2 separate regions of the Mus musculus genome follow, and region 1 is linked to region 2. The links are chromatin contacts, called in public HiChIP or PLAC-seq maps. All regions are on one chromosome and are shown on one strand. The core of a region is the stretch at or near the end of the contact, and the rest is flanking DNA. Distances in the headings are between cores, read along the strand shown. Region 1 holds the start of Col1a1 (collagen, type I, alpha 1). Region 2 has its middle 33 kb from the start of Gm11544.

Region 1 (2,700 bases), core at 100-2,599, 54 kb after region 2:
TCTATGGGCCCTGCAAGGAGACCCCAGTGCCTTCCCACACCACCCACACAGTTTGACAAGATGAAGTTCCTAAGCAGATTGGACAGAGCACCTTTGCAGGGTGCAGGGAGCACCGGGGAAGAACGGACACTGTCTTTTAGCGACAACTTTAAATATAAGCTGCTGTTCTTGGGGGACTACAGATGACCCTTTCCTGACGGCAGAGGTGGGGAGCAATGGCCAAGATTTTCAGCAAAGAAGTGAGGACATGGGAAGAAACCATTAAATAAAGTCCCTCAGCTACCAAACACAAGTTTCTGCCACACACTGAGTTCACCTAGGTGTCCCCAGACCACATCCAAGTACAATTAGAAAAGAGGGCTCTCTGTAGCTTTGAGAACACCCCTCTATGGCCAAGTACCTTCTACCTGTTCATTCTGCATTGATATTGCTACATAAGAGGGCCTCTAACAAATCTCTGGCTGTGGCCACAGCTGACACAAGACCTTTTTCTAAAACATCCCTGGTCACAGGCTTCCTGCAACAAACTCACATCCCAGTGCTGGGATGGAGGAGGTCAGAGAAGAATTTATACAACATGCCCCAGGCCCCAGCTTTGAGGACCCAGAAAGCCCCCTGCCCACACTGCTGCTCATCACTTAATGCATAAGCATTCTTCTGGAAGGACAAGGATGTCAAAGGTCTCCCCAAGCCTCAGCCTCAGAGCTGTTATTTATTAGAAAGGTGTGTCTGGCATGGCAGAACAGATAGGCACCCCCTTCCTTTCAAACCACCACATATCTGACTCTTAGTATCTGTGAAGAGATGTATAACTGTTCACAAATATTCCTACCCTCCATTCCTGGGTCCACACCATGAGGTGATCCCCTCCCTCCAACAGGCACATCTGCTTAGCTGATAGGTTCTAATCAGATTAATCTAACTTATTCCTTAGTTCTTCCCCAGGATGCCTGAAAGATTACTAGGCATGGCCAGGAGGACCTTTTCCCAATTATTCCTGACACTGATCCCTTTGTAGTGTTTCCCAACTCAGATTCTCAGTTCTACATCCTTCTGATTTGAAGTCCCAGAAAGAAAGTACAAGGGGTATTCTCTACCCACACTCAGTATACTGAGGGCCCAGCCACACTCCAGTGACAGCACCTCTGGCCCATGTAGATCTGGGGGGCAAGGGCGGCAGAGTTGCGGGAGGGGGGGCGCTGGGTGGACTCCTTTCCCTTCCTTTCCCTCCTCCCCCCTCTTCGTTCCAAATTGGGGGCCGGGCCAGGCAGTTCTGATTGGCTGGGGGCCGGGCTGCTGGCTCCCCCTCTCCGAGAGGCAGGGTTCCTCCCAGCTCTCCATCAAGATGGTATAAAAGGGGCCCAGGCCAGTCGTCGGAGCAGACGGGAGTTTCTCCTCGGGACGGAGCAGGAGGCACGCGGAGTGAGGCCACGCATGAGCCGAAGCTAACCCCCCACCCCAGCCGCAAAGAGTCTACATGTCTAGGGTCTAGACATGTTCAGCTTTGTGGACCTCCGGCTCCTGCTCCTCTTAGGGGCCACTGCCCTCCTGACGCATGGCCAAGAAGACAGTAAGTTCCAAACTCTGGGGAGTTTACTACAGCTTCTTGGTATTGCGTTCTGTATAGAGGGGTCCTAGCAGATAAGACTTAAATGGAGGTGCAGGGCTGCTCCAGAGGCAGGGATGGGACGGTGATGGAGAGGAAACGGGATGAGAGAGGTCACCCTGTTGAGCAGATGAGGGGGAGCAGTTCTCAGAAGTGGAGCCTTGCATGAGATGGCCCAGGAAGAAATTTCAAGCACCCATCTGTAGCACAACAGGAAAAGTGGGAATCTGGACACGGGTTGGGGCAGAGTACGTCGAAAATGAAATAAGGCCTCTGGAATAGAGATTCGGAGCTCAAGATGTAAAAGCTATCAAAAAGGCTGCGGGATGATTCATAAGGAAAGATTGTTTGCCCTCTCTGCAGGCTAGACAGTGTTGCTGGGGCCTCCGGGGTGCTGGGCTCTCGGGGGGGGGGGAGGGGACGCACGGAGAGGGCGGGTTGCTGGATGAGAAAGTTTGGCTAGGACTTGACTGGGCGCGGTCCCTGTGCCTCCTGCTGGCCAGCCGAGAGCACTACGAGTCCTGGTACAGCACTTTACAGCGCACAGGCTGAGAAGGAAAACCTGGGTTATTGCGGACCCTCATCTCCAGACTAGGAAAATAAAAGCAGGGATGGATGGGGTAGCTCTGGTCTTTGAAAGAAGTGACCCAGGCCGAGTAAAAGTCGGTCCGCCCCTGCATTGCTTAGTTTTGCCCGCCACCTAGTGGTTGCCTTGATCAGGTCCTGGAGCGGTGGGCGTGGTTAACTCATCATTACTATTTGTAGACTTGACTTCTTTGGCTAAGGAGATTCCAAAGCACTACTGGCTTTGAAGGACCCGGCTTGTCTAGTTAGCAAGTTTTCAAGATTCCTGGGAGCTGGAAATTGGGATGTATCTAACTTTAGGGATACATTTTACTACACTGGACAGGGCTCCACTGAAATCAGCCCCTCCACATTGTAGCCCCGCCCATTCCGCCCCACCTGCCCCGGGAAAGGAGGTGGGACCAGGGCTGAATTTCCCCTTCTCTCCTCCCACCCCCGCCTCCTGTCTCCGCGCAAACCACGTCCCACGAGCCCCCACCTACTGCGTAGGAGCCCTCCTACTCTCCTTC
Region 2 (2,700 bases), core at 146-2,645:
CCAATTGAGGCTGAGCCGGCCATGAAACAGGGTAATAAACCTGTCACACCACCCCTTAGACCTCGGCCTCCATTAAATGGTGTGAAGACGGAATGAGTCATACAAAGGACCAGAGAGACGCCAGGCTGAATGCCTGGGAGTTAGATCGCCCTCCCAAGGCTCTTCCAGGGGATACAAAGGCAGTGGGGAGCTGGAGGCCAGTCAGCTTCCAGGAAAGAGGCTGGAAGCTGGGGGTCCAAGACCTCAGCAACTGCCCCCTCCCTCCCCTGCTAGAGGAAAGGGTGAGCTCACAAGCGGGCCCAGGCACAGCCAGCGAGTAGGAGACATAATTAAAATGCCAGAGGTTAGGAGGTGAAGTTACAACGGAAAGAATGAAGGGCCAGCATGCTGCGGCGGCGGCGGCAGGGGCCAGCATGCGGCGGCGGCGGCAGCTTCTCCCACCCGCTCCCTCCCTCTGCCAAGCTCACATTCGATTTTTATTTCGGGAGCCGCCAGCACAGCACTTGGGAGGGAGCAAAGAAACCACTCAATGCTCTCACCCTGCCACGTCTGGAGCTGGGGCTAGGCAGGGGAAGAGCTTCGGGAAGGACCAGCAGGTCCCCACCCCAAGTCTTAGCCAACCTCAGGAATGGGGCGCCAGGGGAATGTGGCACCTGGGCAAAAAGTGGGGCTTAGAAAGCAAGAATATCCAGACCTAGGAGAACGAAGGCTGATCCCTGCCAGTTCTCTTGAACCTTTCCTGGGTCACTTCAGCTCTTGGGGATGAACTCAGAATCCTCCTGCAGGGGAAACATTCAGCTCGTTGGGTCCTTGCTTTGACTTGGCCACGTGTATGCATGGAAGGCTCCTAAGCCTGGTCTTGGTTCTTGTGGCTCCCAGTGTGACCCGGGAAAGTTACTGCTCTTCTCTGGACCTTAGTCTCCTCTGCCATAGGAAGAGTTAGTAAGATGAACAGTTTTGAACAGAGCTCTGCAAAGGTCTGGTCTTGCCTTCCAGGCCATCTTCTTCTGAGCACATTTTGTGTCTACTTTCTAGGGAGATAGGAAGATGAGGGCTAAGGCTGAGCGGCCCTTGAAGAGCACAGAGCCCTTCCTGCAGACAGGAGCTGGGGGCCAGCTCTGTGTTCTTTGCTCTCAGTTTTCTCCTCAACCCATAATGCAGTCCAGATGCTGCCTCATCAGAAAGCCGAAGCAGCAGATTCCAGGGAAAGCGGTTGGGCTCCTCTCTGCAGCAGGCTGGGGAGGGGGCTGGGGCAGGCCACGGAGAAAATGGAGCATGTGGGAGGGGTGCTGCCTCTCCCCCCCCCCCCAGGAGGGCATATGGAAGAGATCTCTGAGACACCTCACTACCAAATAAGGGGCTGAGGACAGCACAGACATAGAAAGGAGTGGCCAGGCTAAGAAGAGTGTGTCTGCTGAGCTCCTTGGAGGTGCCCTCCCTGACTGCTCCGCCAGAGCCTTGTTGGTAGGGGGAAGGGTCCCAAGCATCCGTTTTGGGAAACAGTCCCGGTATCTGGGTTCAAACTCTTGCTTCGCCTGAGGGAGACTTAATAGCAGTTGATGGGGCATAGTTGATGGGACTTCGAGAACCTCAATCACCCACCCCATCCATAAAATGGGTTGCTTAATGCTACTCTTGGGATGGCTGTGACTGTGACACACAGCAGCCTCACTGTTAGGCAGGATTCCTGCAATAAGGAGAAAACTTCATTGTCTACCCCTGGTTTCCCCCCCCCCCCCCCCCCCGGTACAGTTTCTCTGAGGACTCCTGGGAGAAGTCAAGCCTCCTTTGAGAGATCGTCCTCCCTCCCGATTGAGTATAAAGAGGGAGGGTGCTCTGGCAAAGGCTGACCCTGGTGCCTCCCTCCTCCCTGGCTGGCCCTCCCCCTCAGGACTCCTGGCTAGGCTCAATCCGGGGCCAAAGAGCCACGTTGAAGAAGCAGAGGGTGCAGGGCAGGGGCTTCACCGGGAGGGGGGAAGTCTCTCCCCAGCCAGGCCCCGCCCGCTCTCGTCTTCCCAGCCAGGACAGCCTCCAAGCCACGCTATGCTCTCCTCTGCCTCAGATGCACGGAGGGGAGCGCCTCGATTTTTTTTTCCACCAGTAGAGCCAAAAGTAAAATGAGAACCAAATCCACCCTGAAGCTGCTGGGCCCCCTACCTATCCCTGTGGTGAATGGAGGGAGGGTGAGGGACTGCAGTCCTGTCCCCACCCCATTCGATGCCAGGACCCCCCACCCCCCAGGGGCAGATGGCTCAGGCAAGAGGGACCTCGCAAGAGGGACCTCGGCTGCCTCACCCTCACTGTGGCGTGGAAATTGGGGGCGGCTGACGTATGACTCCCCACCCCTGGTCCCCAGGAAGAGAAAGCCCCACCCCACTGCCCCACTCTGTCTCCAGGCTGGGGCTTCACTGTCTGAGTCCCGACTGAAGGGATGAGATCTCTGAGGTCTCTTCCTCTAACTGGCCCCTGTCCATTCCTGTACCTCCTTTTTACAGAGTCCTTTTCCACACAAAGTCCTTTCCCTTGACCAGCCCTGCCTTCCCCGCCTTGCGCGCTTGCTTTCTTGGTTCATCTCATTGTTGGGCCCCCAGGCAGAGAGGCCTTGTTTCTAGCCATTCTCGCAAACAAACGCCTGGGGTGTTGGGGTGGTGAGCAGCAGCCTCCCTTCCGGAATTTTGCCACTTGATCCACCTGAGCATA

What was found. HiChIP or PLAC-seq counts read pairs in DNA pulled down with a chosen protein or histone mark.
Region 1: an H3K27ac HiChIP or PLAC-seq map of embryonic fibroblasts shows a contact between it and region 2, with 53 read pairs. The contact joins the promoter of Col1a1 here to the enhancer-like site in region 2. A contact is called at or near these places in 15 of 39 promoter capture datasets (the 3T3-L1 cell line, 3T3-L1-derived adipocytes, HPC-7-derived erythroid cells and 8 more), 5 of 15 datasets of contacts at CTCF or cohesin (CD8 T cells, the NIH/3T3 cell line and embryonic stem cells), 105 of 484 Hi-C or Micro-C datasets (the 63-12 cell line, 8-cell embryo, the AML12 cell line and 64 more), 31 of 115 datasets of contacts at active chromatin or transcription factors (the NIH/3T3 cell line, acute myeloid leukemia, cardiomyocytes and 19 more) and 6 of 9 other capture datasets (adipose tissue, embryonic stem cells, embryonic tail and 3 more).

What each region holds. Positions count from the first base shown.
Region 1 is chr11:94,934,875-94,937,574 of GRCm38.p6, forward strand. It overlaps Col1a1 (collagen, type I, alpha 1), which reads left to right and starts at 1,350. Exons shown (of 51, transcript NM_007742.4): 1 at 1,350-1,570. The coding sequence starts at 1,495.
Region 2 is chr11:94,880,891-94,883,590 of GRCm38.p6, forward strand. It overlaps A430060F13Rik. Among named protein-coding and RNA genes, the nearest start is that of Gm11544, 33 kb to the left of the region's middle. RefSeq lists an enhancer at 38-2,700. Within about 2 kb of position 1,396, at least 112 of the 459 cell types and tissues checked have an H3K27ac peak or open chromatin away from gene starts, as enhancers often do. A contact at or near this core is called in 3T3-L1-derived adipocytes, the C3H10T1/2 cell line, the MC3T3-E1 cell line and 24 more, where this site is marked.